5 separate regions of the Mus musculus genome follow, and all the other regions are linked to region 2. Evidence: chromatin contacts called from public Hi-C, HiChIP or PLAC-seq and promoter capture Hi-C data. All regions are on one chromosome and are shown on one strand. The core of a region is the stretch at or near the end of the contact, and the rest is flanking DNA. Distances in the headings are between cores, read along the strand shown. Region 1 overlaps Samd4 (sterile alpha motif domain containing 4). Region 2 holds the start of Cgrrf1 (cell growth regulator with ring finger domain 1). Region 3 has its middle 23 kb from the start of Gm10371. Region 4 has its middle 16 kb from the start of Gch1. Region 5 overlaps Gch1 (GTP cyclohydrolase 1).

Region 1 (2,700 bases), core at 163-2,662, 270 kb before region 2:
GGGAAGTCCCAAGATTCCAAGGTGGCAGTTTCTATATGCTATGATAAAGGTGCAAGATGTGCCAAAGGCAGTCAAGTGAGGGAGGAAGTTATGGACCATGTAGTAGTTTGCATTTACCTTGGACAAAACATTCACTGGATATTCTGGGCACAGATCAAACCATGTTCATTCTGCTCATCCTCTCCCCAACCTGTCTCAGAAAGGAGTAGGCAGCTAATGGTGGGCATCACATGGTGTGGTCACATGGTGTGGTCACGTGGTATGGTCACGTGGGTGGAGTTCATGTTGGTTCTTCAGTGAGGGCTGATTTCTAAGAGACATTTTTTTTTAAATAGTTAATCATATTTACAAAAAGAGGAGAGAGAGTGAAAAGACACACGCATACACACCAGTGTTACAAAACCTTGTATTAATCATTTCCCTTCACTCTCAATATAACCATATGAAATATAGCCATGATTCTTATTTCTGTGGGAGGAAATGAATAATAAATACATTGTAGCAAGTTTAGACCACAAGGGTGTTGTCACTGATAACAACATTTGAAAACTGTACACTTGCAAAGAACAGCATGTTCAAACATTAGTGTATCTGCATCAGTAGAGCTTTCACATGTAACAAACATGCTCTTTCCATGTATGACAAATTTAAAAAATATGCATTGCTTGGCAACATGAACTAGGCAAAAATATTTCTTTGTTCACTAACTTTATACAGGAAACCAGGACAAAAGGCATGCATGTACAATACAGATGCCTGCACAGGGCATGCAACGAAAGGAAGCTCTTTGAAAGTCAGCTTGCGTTAGGCATAAATACATGAGGGTTATATATTAATAAGGGAGGAAGTCTCCTGTTTGCCATCACTAACACTCCTGCTTTCTTTTTGCTCCTCCCAGAGGGATACATATTTACCTTTAAGTCAAGATAAAGGATTAAAAAAAAAGTCGCTTTGCAAACATCTCTGATGAGTTGTAAAAAAAGAAAAGAAAAACAAACTGAAAAACAAAGCCAACACAGATATCATCACAGCTCTGTGTACAACTTATCCTTCTGCAGGTTCTGTTTATGATAGGCACACCTGAGCACCCTGGGTTCTCCCCACTCAGGCTAGAGAGGAAGGGCGCCCAACAGAATCCACTTTCCTCCCCTCCCTCGCTCAGCCCTCATCCCAGCTCTGGGGTGCACAGATCTACAAACCTTGCACCAGCGCTAGCTAGCTACTAGGCACAGAGGAAAGGAAGGCCCAGAGAAGACTCCCACTCTGTAAAAGGCAGCCAGCGACACCTCAAAAGAAACTCTGGTTTCCCTCAGTGTCGCATCGGGAGAATGGGAGGTGGGGCCCAGCTGCGGCTGGCTCCCGGCCTGGGTACCAGAAAGAGACCTTCAGCTCAACCCAGGCTGGGCGCTTGATGCAAATAGCAGCCCTAGGCAGGCAGGCAGGCGGGACCCACCGGCCACTACTTTGCTTGCTGGATTTGTGTAATAAGAAAGTGAAACTCAAAAAGCAGGTGGGGGTGGGGAACACACAAAACAAACCATCAGCAGCGTCGTGTTGTGTCTTGTATAGTTTGTGTTTCTTCCTACTGTTTTCTGGTAAGAAAACACTATGAACAAAAAAGCACCAATAAAACATCACCCCATGATATTGTAGACCAGCATTGTGTCTCAGACAGTGCAGACATGCTGCTTAAATCAGGGCGCCTGGGGTGCGGGTGGGGGCGGGGGTGGGGTGGGGTGGAGATGGGGAGAACCTATGCAGTGAAATAGACTTTACTCGGAAAGTTTCAAACCTTTACTATTTAATATAAAACAGCTGTGTTGGGGCGGGGTGGTCAATGGGTAAATACAAAAAAAGGCACTGCAGCTCACTGCTCAAGGCCTGACTTCACAGCCTCAGGCATGCAACTGCTCGACTCTTTTTAAAATTTTTTTTTATAAATAAAATTTCTTTGCTTTAGGATTTTTAAATTGAGCTGTATACCTGTAGTCAACACAGGACTCAAATCAAGGTGGGGGGGGGGAGGTTCTTAAAAATCATCAGAACACAACTTAAAAAATAAAAATAAAAACACTAACATAGCAAACCACAACTAAGTAGATAAATCTATACAGTCAATGAAAAATAAGCTTTTCTTTTTTTCTTTTTTTTTTTAAAAAAAGAATTCTGTTGTTACTAATAACAGACTTTATCATGGGTACCAGCCATAGCGAGTTAATAAGTGACATATCCAAAATAATATCTCTAATAATCAGATAACCATTGCTTCTATATTCAATGAAGGAATAAATAGAAATTCAGATTTGCAAATATACTCTATGGTCTTCTTCCTCTTAAAAGATTCGCACTCGTGTGATTGTGTTCACAAACTGGTTTCTGAATATCCCATGACCTTATGGGTACGTGCGTTGCGTGTAGCGGACTTAAACACCTTCTCTTTCCTACAGGATGAGGAGTCCTATTGTTCCTCTCTGTTAACCTTTCCAGCATCCTCCAAACACTTCCTCAGACCCTCTGGCCTTCCCTTTGGCCTTCGACATTTTAACCTGTTCTGCCTGACATGGGATCCTCCATCCCAGCTCCTTCCCCAACACTGAGCTTGGAAAGGGACACGAGGGATGAATGTTAATGGCACTTGGTTAAAAAAAAAAAGTCTATCTATCTACATATAAAAATTAAACATGCTGCCTCTTTCTGCAC
Region 2 (2,702 bases), core at 96-2,595:
CAGGACTGCAATCATACTATGCTACAGGGAAACCACCTGTCTTAAAGAGAAAACAACTTAAGACTGGACTTCATCTTATCTTGTCCACAACATGGGAGTTTTACGCTGTAACTCGGGGTCAAGTGGAAATATTAACATGTTCTTTTTTTCCAAAAGGAGATCCTATTATCAGAAACGGACCGGGACCTGTTAAAGTCTTTAAAGTAACGATGAATATGTAATCAAGTGGTATTTTTGAGCTTGATTTACAAAGCCCGCTTCAGTCTCAAACCTGTTTGCTTTGTTCTTCTTGCAAATGCATTCCCGTTCTCACATAGTTTTCAGAGAACTCGTTCCCCAACTGTAACAGCTCATGTCCTTTTCTGTACGGTCCACTTCCAGCCATGGTTCTTGCTCATTTAGAGCCACTGTTCAATACATTTGGGTTCACCATCTTTTCAAGGGGCTATGAAAGCTGCAGTCTAGAGAGCAACCGCTGTAGGCTAGTCCCGTGGTTTCAACCAGCTGTGTTTTATAAGCCTAAACATGATAAAACTGCATCTCCTCAAGAGGGATACCGGAGACTCAACACTGAAAGAATTGTTCCTGGGTTATGTAACTCTCCTAGAAGCAAAATGCCTCCACCCCACAGAATAACTTATTCCTAAAATCTCGCTCCTTTCTAAAAACGTCTTATTAACTAAAGATCACTTCCAAAAAAATAGACTGCATCAAGAAGCCATTCAATTAGCAATCGGTAGATACAGAATTCGGGTAAAAGTTCCTCTGAAAGATCTGGGACCAAGCAAGGGTCAGTTCGGGTCATAAACAGCCAAGCTCCTTTGGGTCAGGTCTGCGCGCCTGCGGGGCCGGTGACCGGTCCCCGCTAGGCACAAAGTAGGCCGGGGCCCGGGACAAAGCCTTCGGGACACGCACTCTGACCCCCGCACCAGGACCAAGTTCTCCCCTGCGGTCCCATCCCACGGGGGCAGCAGCCTGGCCTGGGCCGAGTGTGTTCGGTGGCGGTGACCGCTCTCCCGGAGTCACCCGAACCCTCTGCGCGGACCCCACACCGGGCCGGCGGTCCCCGCGCCCTCCACTCCCAGCCCTGGACACTCACCATCCTAATACCAGGCCGGTGGTGACGATGAAGCAGGTGAAGACCACCGCTATGTAGAAGAGCGGCGAGTATTCATAGAGCGTTACCAGGAACACTGCGGCCATCGGGGTCTCCTGGGCTCAGCCCAGCCCAGCCCGGCTGGCCCGGACCCGAGCCGGTATGGCGCCCCGGAGCGGACAAACTTTGTAGGTCCTCACTCGCCCAGGCTTCTGGGCAGCTGACAGCCGCGGCCACTGGAGACGGAATGCCAATCACAAGGTTGATAGCAGGTATGCCACGCCCCTCCCTCGTCTGGTCCCGACTACTGGCTACGTAACAGGGAGGGACCAGCTCCGCCCTGCCCTGCGCCCAGGATTGGTGGCCTGAGAGAATTCCGCCAGCCGGGCTCTGTTCTCAAATTCCTAACTGACATCTGGGGCCAAAATTTAAGTTAATGCAGATCCTCAGATACACGAGGTATCCTGGAAACCCTGCAAACCCTAGACAAATTTGGGAATGGGACAAGGGCCGGCATCGGCGCGACGGAATGGTCTACGAAAGGAATGGTCTCGATTTGCGGATTGTCGCGGAAAACCCGAAAAGAGGTCACTACCGCGAGCGATTTTTTGTAACCTTATCAACCTTTGCAAAGTAAGTTTATTCAAAGGAAAATCGGCATACGTACTCCCTCGGCCCTCTTTTTTCTTCTCCAATTAGAATTAGCCAGATCTTTGAAGGTTTTAGTAACTAATTTTTGTTTGTTTATTAGGAGATCTTAGTACAGGAAGTAGCTTAATGTCTGCTTCCTTTCCTCACTCTTGTCATCAGTGCCTCAAAGAAGCCTCCCGGAAGTTTCTCCTAAAACCACTTTTATATTTCTTTTACTTAAGCCCTAATGTGATCCCTAGTTACAGCATAAACAGGAGAAACACCTCCCATCACAAATCCGATCCTGTTACTGAGGAAGAAGGGGAGAGTGGACATTAGGACGCTTAAGGAAAGGTTTCATGCCATGCTCTCAAGTCACCAGGAAATGTGTGCTTCAAAAAGAAGAGTTAGCTTCGTCCAGTGACCTTGACCAAATAGCCTTGTGTTTTCTGGAGTACTGCTATTTAAGCTTGTTTCTATGTAAATTTTCTCATTAGTAGATATTGAATTGTAAAAGTATGTTTATTTAAGCTATGCTTGGTTGTTGGAATGTTTTTTACTACCACATCAAGCACTGCAGTGAGTATCCATAAAGCTAATTTACTTACTTAGGCTAAATCATGGAGGTAGGACTTTATGTATATTTAATTTTTTTTAGAGACTAGAGTCTAGAAATACTGTGTTAGATGCAATCACACCATTGCAGGTAGCCAATCTGAAGGCAATTTTATTACAGTAAAACGAAAAGGGATGTTTATCGTGAAACAAAAACATAAGTTGCAGGTAAAGTAACATTAAATACATAGGAATGACTTTGTCCCCACTCAACCCCCACTGAACCTACAGTAAAGAGATGTAAGATGTAAGCCAACAAGATGGCTAAAGGCACTTGCTACCAGGCCTGACAACCTAACTGGAACCTTCTGGAACCACGTGGTAAAAGGAGAATACAGTTGTCTTCAGACCTCTGCAAGCA
Region 3 (2,700 bases), core at 90-2,589, 310 kb before region 2:
GACCACGAGACAAATCTGAACAAGTTAATTAAAGTTAAACCAAGTACGGCTTCTGACCACCAAGGGCTGACACCGGTGAACAGAACAAGAAAGTGGAACAATTTAAAAATCCATGAAAATGAACTCTGCTAACTTGTTGCTTTCAAATTTCTGTCTTTGACAGTTTGATTACAGTGTGTTTCATAAAGGAAAGTAGATTTCTTAGTATTCATCTATTTGGAGATCCTTATGTCTTCTGAGATATGGACATTTCCTTCTCCAAGATGTTGGGAGTTTTCTGAGTAAACTTTCAGGACACTTCCTCTTAATACTCTGATAATGTGTTTTTCAGTTGACGTTCTAGTATCTCCTAAGTACCTCCAGCTTCCTCCATTCCTTTTCACTCTTTCTTTGTGTTCTCCTGACTCAATCACTCTCAGAGTATGTTTGCATTCATAGCTTCTCCTTCTCCTCTTCCTCCTCCTCTTCCTACTCCTCTTCCTTCTCCTCTTCCTCCTCCTCTTCCTCCTCCTCCTCCTTCTCCTTCTTCTCCTTCTGGCTGCCTTTGGATCAAGATGTAGAACACTCAACTCCTTCTCCAGAACCATATCTGCCTGGATACTACCAAACTTGTCACCATGATGATAATGGACTGAACCTCTGAACCTGTAAGCCAGCATCAATTAAATGTTGTCCTTTTTAAGAATTGCCTTGATCATGGTGTCACTTCACGACAATGAAAGCCTACCTTTTGACATTATCCATTTCTTTGTTGAAATTTTACCTTGTTGCTAGGTGTGATGGTGCACGCCTTTAACCTCACCACTCAAGATGCAGAGGTAGGCAGATGTTTGTGAATTTGAGGCAAGTCTAGTCTCAGTTCCAGGGCAGCCAGGGCTACATAGAGACCCTGTCTTAAAAACAAACAAACAAACAAACAAACAACTCACCCACCAGCCAACCAACCAAAACAACAAAGAGTATATATGGGGGGGAGGATGATACAGGGGCAGATGGAGGCATGGAGAGAGAGAGAGAGAGAGAGAGAGAGAGAGAGAGAGAGAGAGAGAGAGAGAGAGAGAGAGAGAGAGAGAGAGAGAGAAAGTTATTTCATCTGTTTATGAAATTTTCTTTGGTCCAACTCTTCACTTTCCTTGTCCTTTCATACACTGCCCATGCTTTAGAGGCAGCAGGCACCTCTCCCAGCTTCCACTGTGCACGAGAAATAACATGACCAGATTATCTGCCACACATCAGCCTGACCAGAGACTCGGAGGTCCTCTGCAACTCTTCCTCTTCCTACAGCAGAACAGGCAGCTATAGCTTTGTCTGTTTGCTGGGCTTCGCAGAGGAGGCTATTCCAGCCACAGGCCAAACCACCATTTCTGCTTCCTCCACATGACTAGAGGATGTCCTGCCTGCCAGAACTCAGCACTGGCAAGACAGATTTCCAGACAAATGGAGGCCCTGGTTGCATGGCTTGAATATTTTCCTTCTCAGGGAGAAGCTGATAGCTGGGATTTTTTATTTTGTATTTTATTTATTTATTTTTGTCCACCCACTCTGGGCTGAGCATGGAGGAAACTCCATAATATCTTTCAATCCAAACGGCTGCCTTTCTTCCCCCCTAGACTCATTGGGTCTAGATTGCCTTAAACCTAACAGAACTGAAGCCTGGTGAGGCCAAAGCTAGACCTCTGGTCTCCCCAGAAAAACAAGAGCTCTACACACATGAAGAGACACGCGCTTCTCTCTCTTGGAGTAGTGGGGAGGTAGGGAGCCTTCTTAACAGAGTGGCTCTGTGCCAGGGGCAGAGCATCTCCTCACCAGCTTCAGTGCGTCTGATTTTGTATCCACCTGGTGTACAGCGCCATCTCAATTAGCCTCCAGATTCTTCGCTAAGGACGTTTATCTGGGAACTGCTGCTGAATTCTTGTGTTTCTGAGGTAAAAAGAAGGCCATGGCTTCTTATTCTGCTATCCTGCAGTTGCCACTCTGGCTTAAGTGTGTCTAAGTCTATGACATTCATCCCATCCCATAAATCTTTAAAACATGCCTTTGCCTTTCACTTTTAACATGCCTCCATCTGCCCCTGGATATCCCAAGTTCTCCTGAACAATCGCCTTCCTCTGTGACCCTCCATTCTCTGTGACTTTCTCTATGATGTCCCATGATTTGTGTCTCTTCTGAAAAGAAAATGAATATTCTCTCTTAGATTGAGGAATTAGGTGGGCTGGCAGGGGACACCCTATGATGGCATCCTGCCACATCTTCAGAAGAAGAGTGGAGGCTGACATGCAGGGGTGACCATGAGAGGACTCTGGTGAAGGGCACACCCACATCAGCATCTTTGAAGGACTATGTTGACCTGAGAGCCATTGACCATGGAAAGATTCAGAGAGAGCAAGAGTCGAGTGAAAGAACCTTCCTCATGCACTGGGTTCCTCAGCAAACAGCAGTCTGTCCAGAAGTACCATCCACCTGCCCCTCGAGAAATGGGTAGCATCTCTGTCAACCCTCCTAGCCTTTTCTATCAGCTTTAGTGCTGATGCCCGGATGGAAGCTCTCCCCTCCTCTGAGCAAGTATGTGTCTTTTAGGCTCAGCTCTTTTCTTGAGTGAGTTTCAGCACTGGAAAAGAGCCACCTTTCTAGCTTTTCCTTCTTGGTCAAGCAGAATCTAGTGGCCAAAGAGAGTGAACATCTGGGATGTTGCATATAGTT
Region 4 (2,700 bases), core at 128-2,627, 370 kb before region 2:
AAGAACTATACAGTGAGACTCAGTCTATAACAACAACAACAACAACAACAGCAACAGCAACAAGCTGGGTGTGGTGACACATGTCTTTCATCCCAGCAGCACTTGGGAGTCAGAGGCAGGTGGATTTTTGTATTTGAGGCTAGCCTGGTCTACAGAGAAAGTTCTAGGACGGGCTAAACAGAGAAACTCTATCTCAAAAAAAAAAAACCCAACAACAACAATAATAACAAGAACAATATGTAAAGGCAAAGTGACTGCCTTATGGAATACAAAAGATAAAAGTAAAACTGAAACAAGACAGAAAGTTTTGTTGTGGTATGAAAAATGTATAACGGTGACATAAAAATGTGGATTGTTAATGGAAGGTAATAATTTAAAGGAAAAAAATGTCTGGATATAGGAAAACATTAAAAAGAAATACAGCAAGGTAGACATGGCAGGCTGTGGTTCACAGCTGTAATCCCACTACTCATGGGATGATGCAGTAGTATGAGGAGTTCAAGGCCAACCTTGGCAGCATAGTGAGATACTGTCTCATACAAATCAAGTAAGAAACCAATCAATCGCCAGGCAGTGGTGGCTCACGTCTTTAATCCCAGCACTTAGGAGGCAGAGGCAGGCAGGTTTCTGAGTTCGAGGCCAGCCTGGTCTACAAAGTGAGTTCCAGGACAGCCAGGGCTACACAGAGAAACCCTGTCTTGAAAAACCAAACCAAACCAAACCAAACCAAAACAAAAAACCCAACCAATCAGCCAAAACCAAACAAAACTGCTAAAACCAGGCTGGCAGAGTGACTCAGCACCCTTGGTAAAGGCACTAGTTGCCCAATGACCTAGGTCAATAGCCTGGACCCAAGAGGGGAAAGGAGAGAACTAACTCTACAAAGTTGTTCTAGTCCTTTACACATGCTCTGTGACACGCCTGCCTCTCTCCCTCTAATCACACACAAATACACACTAAATAACTTAAAAGACAACACAAATAGGACCTAATCAGAAGTACAGTAAAATGACTGTAAAAGGTGAAATTATGGGGCTTTAAATGTTAATAAAAATTGTTATTTTTTCTAATAACAACCTCCTCTTCTCCCCTCCCCCCTCCTTACTCCCTCCTCCCTATTACTTTTCCTCCTCTTCCTCCTCCTCCTCCTTCGTTTATTTCTGATTTTTTGTCTGTCTGTCTGTCTGTCTTTTGAGGCAGGGTTTCTTTGTGTAGTCCTGGTTGTCTTGGAACTAACTTTGTAGATCAGGCTGGCCTTGAACTCACATAGACCTGCCTGTTTCTATTTCTCTAGTGCTGACATGATCTTTGCCTAGCCAATAACAACTACTTATCAGGGGCCAGAGAGATGGCTCAGCTGGTATGGGCACCTACTATCAAACCTGATAAACAGAGTTCAATCCCCTGAGTCCACACAGAAGCAGCAGAACCAACGGGTATAGGCTGCCCCCTACCCTTCATTATTAAACTATGATAAGCTTGTTTATCAATCACAAATAAAACCCCACCCACTTAATGAATAGCAGAGTAAATGTCCTATCTGTAGGGATTCCAGCAGTACTGGCTTGTTTTCCTTTTAAATCAGATGTGGAAAGGATAAAGGGAATTTAAAGTGAAGAATATTTACACTTAAAACATGGAGAATTTATATACTGTTTGCTAAATGTCTTGGCAATAACCGGAGTGTTATTTTGTCTTAAAGGTGCATACCAGTCTGTCCCGACGGGGAGAGAGAAAATGTCAGGGTAGACCCCTGTGCGGGAAAGTCAGAATATCTCCTGGATCCTTCATGTCTGTTAGCAAATGATTTTGAAGGTTCATAGAGCGACTGTACCTTTTCCTTAGGATGGAAGACCCTGGAAATACAGCCGAACATCTGCTCTGTTTACATGCGGAAGCCTTGCTGCTTCCCCTGTCGGTGGCAGCTCAGGAAAGGCTCTCTGCTCAGCGTTATAAAATCCCAGGAGGAAGACAGTGTACAAACATAACAGTTGCTCATTTCCCTTAAGCAGGTTTAATACTAATATTTATGGAAGCTTGCAAAGAGACACTTGATGGAGGAGCCTGAATCAGTTCAAATGTGCGTTGCTGGGAAACTATGTCCACAGGCAAATAGCCACATTGATTTCCAGGATATGGGGCCTCTAAGTAAGTGTATGGGCAGGTGCAGCACACACAAAGCAGTTCGCCTTTTGTTTTCTAGAAATCTTAGATGAGAGGCTTTCTGCTATTCTGTAGCAAAGCTGATAGGAGACAGAGAGAGAAGAATAAGGGGCACCTGTCTTTGTTGTGGGTATCCTAACTGTACTGCTCAGGCACATTTACCATGTCTCTTTTATTTACACTTGTTCTTATTTTCCAAATAGCTTTTCTTTTCTTCTGGTGAGAATATTGCATCTCAGAGCGATATAACATTTCTCCAAGGCCATGAGTGAGGACAACTTGGGATTCCAGTCTGCAGGGCTTCAGTCTGAAGCCCTTTTCCTCAGCCCTGGGGTTTTATGGTCATAGTTTTGTGGTCAAAGAAAAAAGCAATTTTATTTTTTTGTGTAGTACCGGAGATCGAATTCAGTGATTCATCCCAGTCAAGGGAACTAAGCTACATCCTCAACCAGAAGAAAATATTTTTAAATGAAATAAAATATCTTATTTATTCTGTCTCAGGATTTTATTGCTGTGAAGGGTCAGCATTACTGAAGC
Region 5 (2,700 bases), core at 28-2,527, 330 kb before region 2:
CTATACTGTCCGTGATGTTACAAGCCTATTTTTTTTTTTTTCCTTATTGAGTATAGTTTTTCTCGACAGGTTTTCAGATTTGAATTAAGAATTTTACTAAGGAACATAACAGGTTTACTTTTAATTTGCCATTTCAGTAACAAGTTTGTTCTTAAGAAGTTTCTTCATATAATTTGAAAGTATGTATGGAATTGCTTCATAGGTTTATCCCATTGTCACTGTGATAAACTTAGCCTGTGTGTATGCTAGGGTCTTCCTGTATCTGTTTGTGTTGTTATGAAGTGCTTTCTGTGTCTTCATTTAGCTGGTAATCTCTCTCTCTTCCCTGAAGGTCCATATTGGCTATCTTCCTAACAAGCAAGTCCTTGGTCTCAGTAAACTTGCCAGGTAAGTATGAGGTCTCTAGAATTGCTCCTATTTGCCAAGACTCTCAAGATTTCTTCCAGGCTGGAGCAATGGCTCACTGGTTAAAAGCACTGACTGCTCTTCCAGAGAGCACCAGGGTTCAATTCCTAGCACCCACATGGCAGCTCACAACTGTCTCTAACTCCAGGATCTGACACTCACACAGATGCATGCAGACAAAACACCAATGCACCAAAAATGTAATATAAAATGTCTTCGACATTATAAAATGTCTACCTTCTGGATCTAACTTAGAAGTTAGATCTGTTCTTGCATAGGCAGCCCTAACATTGTCTCTGCCTCCTTCTCCCTCACTGCCTGTTCCTCTCTTCCCCCAAACCCATTACTGAGGTATGAGCTCACAGCTTTCTCTGTAGAGTTTTCCCCAACTGGAAAATATCCGTCACCCCCAGTCCAGCCCTGGATCTTAAGAGGAGGTTAGTTAGCGGTGAGAGATCCGAGAGGAAGCACACACGTGAGTCTAGCTGCACTATCTTTCTATCTGGGGAGACAGAGAGTAAAGAGTATTTGCATATATGGAGAATAGTACCCAGAGCATAGCAGGAAGTACATGTAAGTCATGCAGGCAAAAAACAGATCCCAAGACTCACAGTAAGGCCTACTCTTCTGAAGCTATCATACGTCTCCAAAGCCTACACTGATTCCCAGTGAACTGCACACAAGCAGAGGCATTGGCTTGTCTCACTCTTCCAGGTATTCTGCCAAGGGTCTTGCCCAGCAGTTGAACAGAAACAACTAGAGACTGCATACTTCACGTCAGTGAGTCTCTCTATTGTCTTTTCTCATGGGTGCTAGGAAGGACGTGCTCTGCTAGCCTGCATCTATCCTTGGCTGGGCCTTCTTTCCAGTGTGAATCCTTCCCGTTTTCAAATACGGCTGGATTGGTCAGTGTTTCCCAACATTACTGACATAGATAAGCTTTCTCTCCTCTGTGAGTACATTCATGTTTACAAGGGGACAGAAAGAAAGCGAAGGGTTTCACACATTGCTGTATAATAAGGTTTCTCTCTACCGCACACTCAATTATGTATTGGAAAGTCACTCATACACATCATAGGATTTCTATCCCCTGTGAACCCTGTGGTTCATGTGATTGAAAGAACCGTGAAGGGTTTTCCTGTTGCTTACACACAGGGTTCCTCTCTAGTATGATTCATAGGAAGCAGCCACAACCACTGAAGGCTCTCCCATGATCCTTAGGTACACGGTGCTTCTGTCTGGTGTCAGTCATTTCGAGTTTAGAAAGCACTGAGATAACTGAGGGTTCCTACCCTCCTTGTATTTATATGTCTTCTCCATGTTCCTCATTTTCACAGTGGTCATACTTAAGGATGAATGACCTAGATGGAGCACCTTTTTGCGTGTCTTCTGAATCTGTCTACATCTCCACTCTGTAGCTTTCTTCTGGAGTTTTTATAGCACTTACACTGGTTTGCAGGCCTTTCTATTATTGTTTTCTGTTTCCAAGCTGTTAGGGTGTTCTGGTGTCTTTACCAGGACTCTTGGAGGTCACACAGTAAGAGGAGCCAAGCCACTTGGGACCCTGTTAGCATGTGAGATACGAGGTTTTAAACTTTTGATCAGCCTGCATGTGAGGCTCTGGCTTCCTGCTTTCCTCTGTTTCTCAGTCCGGCAGGCAAGTCCATCCATGTCTAGGTCATTGGCTCTGTGGCTACAAGGCTGCACCTCCCTTTACTTGGCCTGTTCTCCTCCTCTGCTCTTTTTCCTGCATGTTCATGAATTAAAAAAAATTTTTTTTTATTTTCAAGCTGAGCATAGTGGCAAACCTTTAATCAGGAAAAAGAGGCAGGCAGATCTGAGTTCAAGGCCAGCCTGATCTGCATAGTGAGCTGCAGCATAGCCAGGGTTATGAAGAGAGACCCCGACTAAAAAAAATAACACAATTTAAGAGAAAAAGAATTTCCTACCGCCTTTACTTGGGATTTTAGGAAGAAGAGGTGATGTGTTGTGCATGTATGGCAATTTGTGTTTAGCTGGAAGTCAGTGTGCAGGTTTATTTATAGATCTCTGCTAGGCCCCACACGACGGTGGCCTAAATGTCCTTATGTGTTTTAATTTGTTTTTATGGAGTTAGTGAATCCTGTGTAGGTAGGTGTGCTGTGTTCGAGCTGTGTGTATGTACATTTGTCCATGCATATGAAGTGTGTGTGTGTGTTATGGATTAAGAACCAAATGGACGGGTAGGTAAAGAACTACAGTCATTGCATTTAAAGCTAAGTTTGCTTCACTTGCCTGAGGTTACAGTGACCTCAG

The links. Promoter capture Hi-C pulls out the DNA fragments that hold promoters and counts their contacts. Hi-C and Micro-C count contacts between places; a contact is called where the count stands out from the background. HiChIP or PLAC-seq counts read pairs in DNA pulled down with a chosen protein or histone mark.
Region 1: an H3K4me3 HiChIP or PLAC-seq map of bone marrow-derived macrophages shows a contact between it and region 2, with 3 times the contacts expected there. The contact joins the enhancer-like site here to the promoter of Cgrrf1 in region 2. A contact is called at or near these places in 15 of 39 promoter capture datasets (3T3-L1-derived adipocytes, the C10 cell line, the HPC-7 cell line and 11 more), 3 of 484 Hi-C or Micro-C datasets (bone marrow-derived macrophages, muscle stem cells and regulatory T cells), 20 of 115 datasets of contacts at active chromatin or transcription factors (the 230-238 cell line, CD8 T cells, T-cell acute lymphoblastic leukemia and 15 more) and 2 of 9 other capture datasets (embryonic stem cells and liver).
Region 3: a promoter capture Hi-C map of the HPC-7 cell line shows a contact between it and region 2, with 2.3 times the contacts expected there. The contact joins the enhancer-like site here to the promoter of Cgrrf1 in region 2. A contact is called at or near these places in 9 of 39 promoter capture datasets (the 3T3-L1 cell line, 3T3-L1-derived adipocytes, the C10 cell line and 5 more) and 6 of 115 datasets of contacts at active chromatin or transcription factors (bone marrow-derived macrophages, hepatocytes, large pre-B cells and 3 more).
Region 4: a contact with region 2 is called in a promoter capture Hi-C map of liver, with 2.1 times the contacts expected there. The contact joins the enhancer-like site here to the promoter of Cgrrf1 in region 2. A contact is called at or near these places in 10 of 39 promoter capture datasets (the C10 cell line, the HPC-7 cell line, embryonic stem cells and 4 more), 3 of 484 Hi-C or Micro-C datasets (CD8 T cells, embryonic stem cells and erythroblasts), 5 of 115 datasets of contacts at active chromatin or transcription factors (bone marrow-derived macrophages, embryonic basal ganglia, embryonic stem cells and 2 more) and 1 of 9 other capture datasets (embryonic stem cells).
Region 5: a contact with region 2 is called in a Hi-C map of B cells, with 6 read pairs. The contact joins the enhancer-like site here to the promoter of Cgrrf1 in region 2. A contact is called at or near these places in 13 of 39 promoter capture datasets (the 3T3-L1 cell line, the C10 cell line, the HPC-7 cell line and 7 more), 1 of 484 Hi-C or Micro-C datasets (B cells), 9 of 115 datasets of contacts at active chromatin or transcription factors (the 230-238 cell line, CD8 T cells, bone marrow-derived macrophages and 5 more) and 1 of 9 other capture datasets (adipose tissue).

Annotation. Positions count from the first base shown.
Region 1 is chr14:47,103,508-47,106,207 of GRCm38.p6, reverse strand. It overlaps Samd4 (sterile alpha motif domain containing 4), which reads right to left. Exons shown (of 13, transcript NM_001037221.2): 13 at 391-2,700. The region is part of intron 3 of Gm10371 (predicted gene 10371); the gene reads left to right. Among named protein-coding and RNA genes, the nearest start is that of Gm10371, 11 kb to the left of the region's middle. Within about 2 kb of position 1,412, at least 80 of the 459 cell types and tissues checked have an H3K27ac peak or open chromatin away from gene starts, as enhancers often do. A contact at or near this core is called in CD8 T cells, bone marrow-derived macrophages, craniofacial prominence and 6 more, where this site is marked.
Region 2 is chr14:46,830,777-46,833,478 of GRCm38.p6, reverse strand. Cgrrf1 (cell growth regulator with ring finger domain 1) reads right to left here and starts at 1,345. Exons shown (of 6, transcript NM_026832.4): 1 at 1,100-1,345. The coding sequence starts at 1,203.
Region 3 is chr14:47,137,675-47,140,374 of GRCm38.p6, reverse strand. No RefSeq gene overlaps it. Among named protein-coding and RNA genes, the nearest start is that of Gm10371, 23 kb to the right of the region's middle. Within about 2 kb of position 1,339, at least 3 of the 459 cell types and tissues checked have an H3K27ac peak or open chromatin away from gene starts, as enhancers often do. A contact at or near this core is called in the HPC-7 cell line, where this site is marked.
Region 4 is chr14:47,203,593-47,206,292 of GRCm38.p6, reverse strand. No RefSeq gene overlaps it. Among named protein-coding and RNA genes, the nearest start is that of Gch1, 16 kb to the right of the region's middle. Within about 2 kb of position 1,377, at least 9 of the 459 cell types and tissues checked have an H3K27ac peak or open chromatin away from gene starts, as enhancers often do. A contact at or near this core is called in erythroblasts and liver, where this site is marked.
Region 5 is chr14:47,164,163-47,166,862 of GRCm38.p6, reverse strand. It overlaps Gch1 (GTP cyclohydrolase 1), which reads left to right. Exons shown (of 6, transcript NM_008102.4): 3 at 332-387. Among named protein-coding and RNA genes, the nearest start is that of Gch1, 24 kb to the left of the region's middle. Within about 2 kb of position 1,277, at least 48 of the 459 cell types and tissues checked have an H3K27ac peak or open chromatin away from gene starts, as enhancers often do. A contact at or near this core is called in the 230-238 cell line, B cells, CD8 T cells and 5 more, where this site is marked.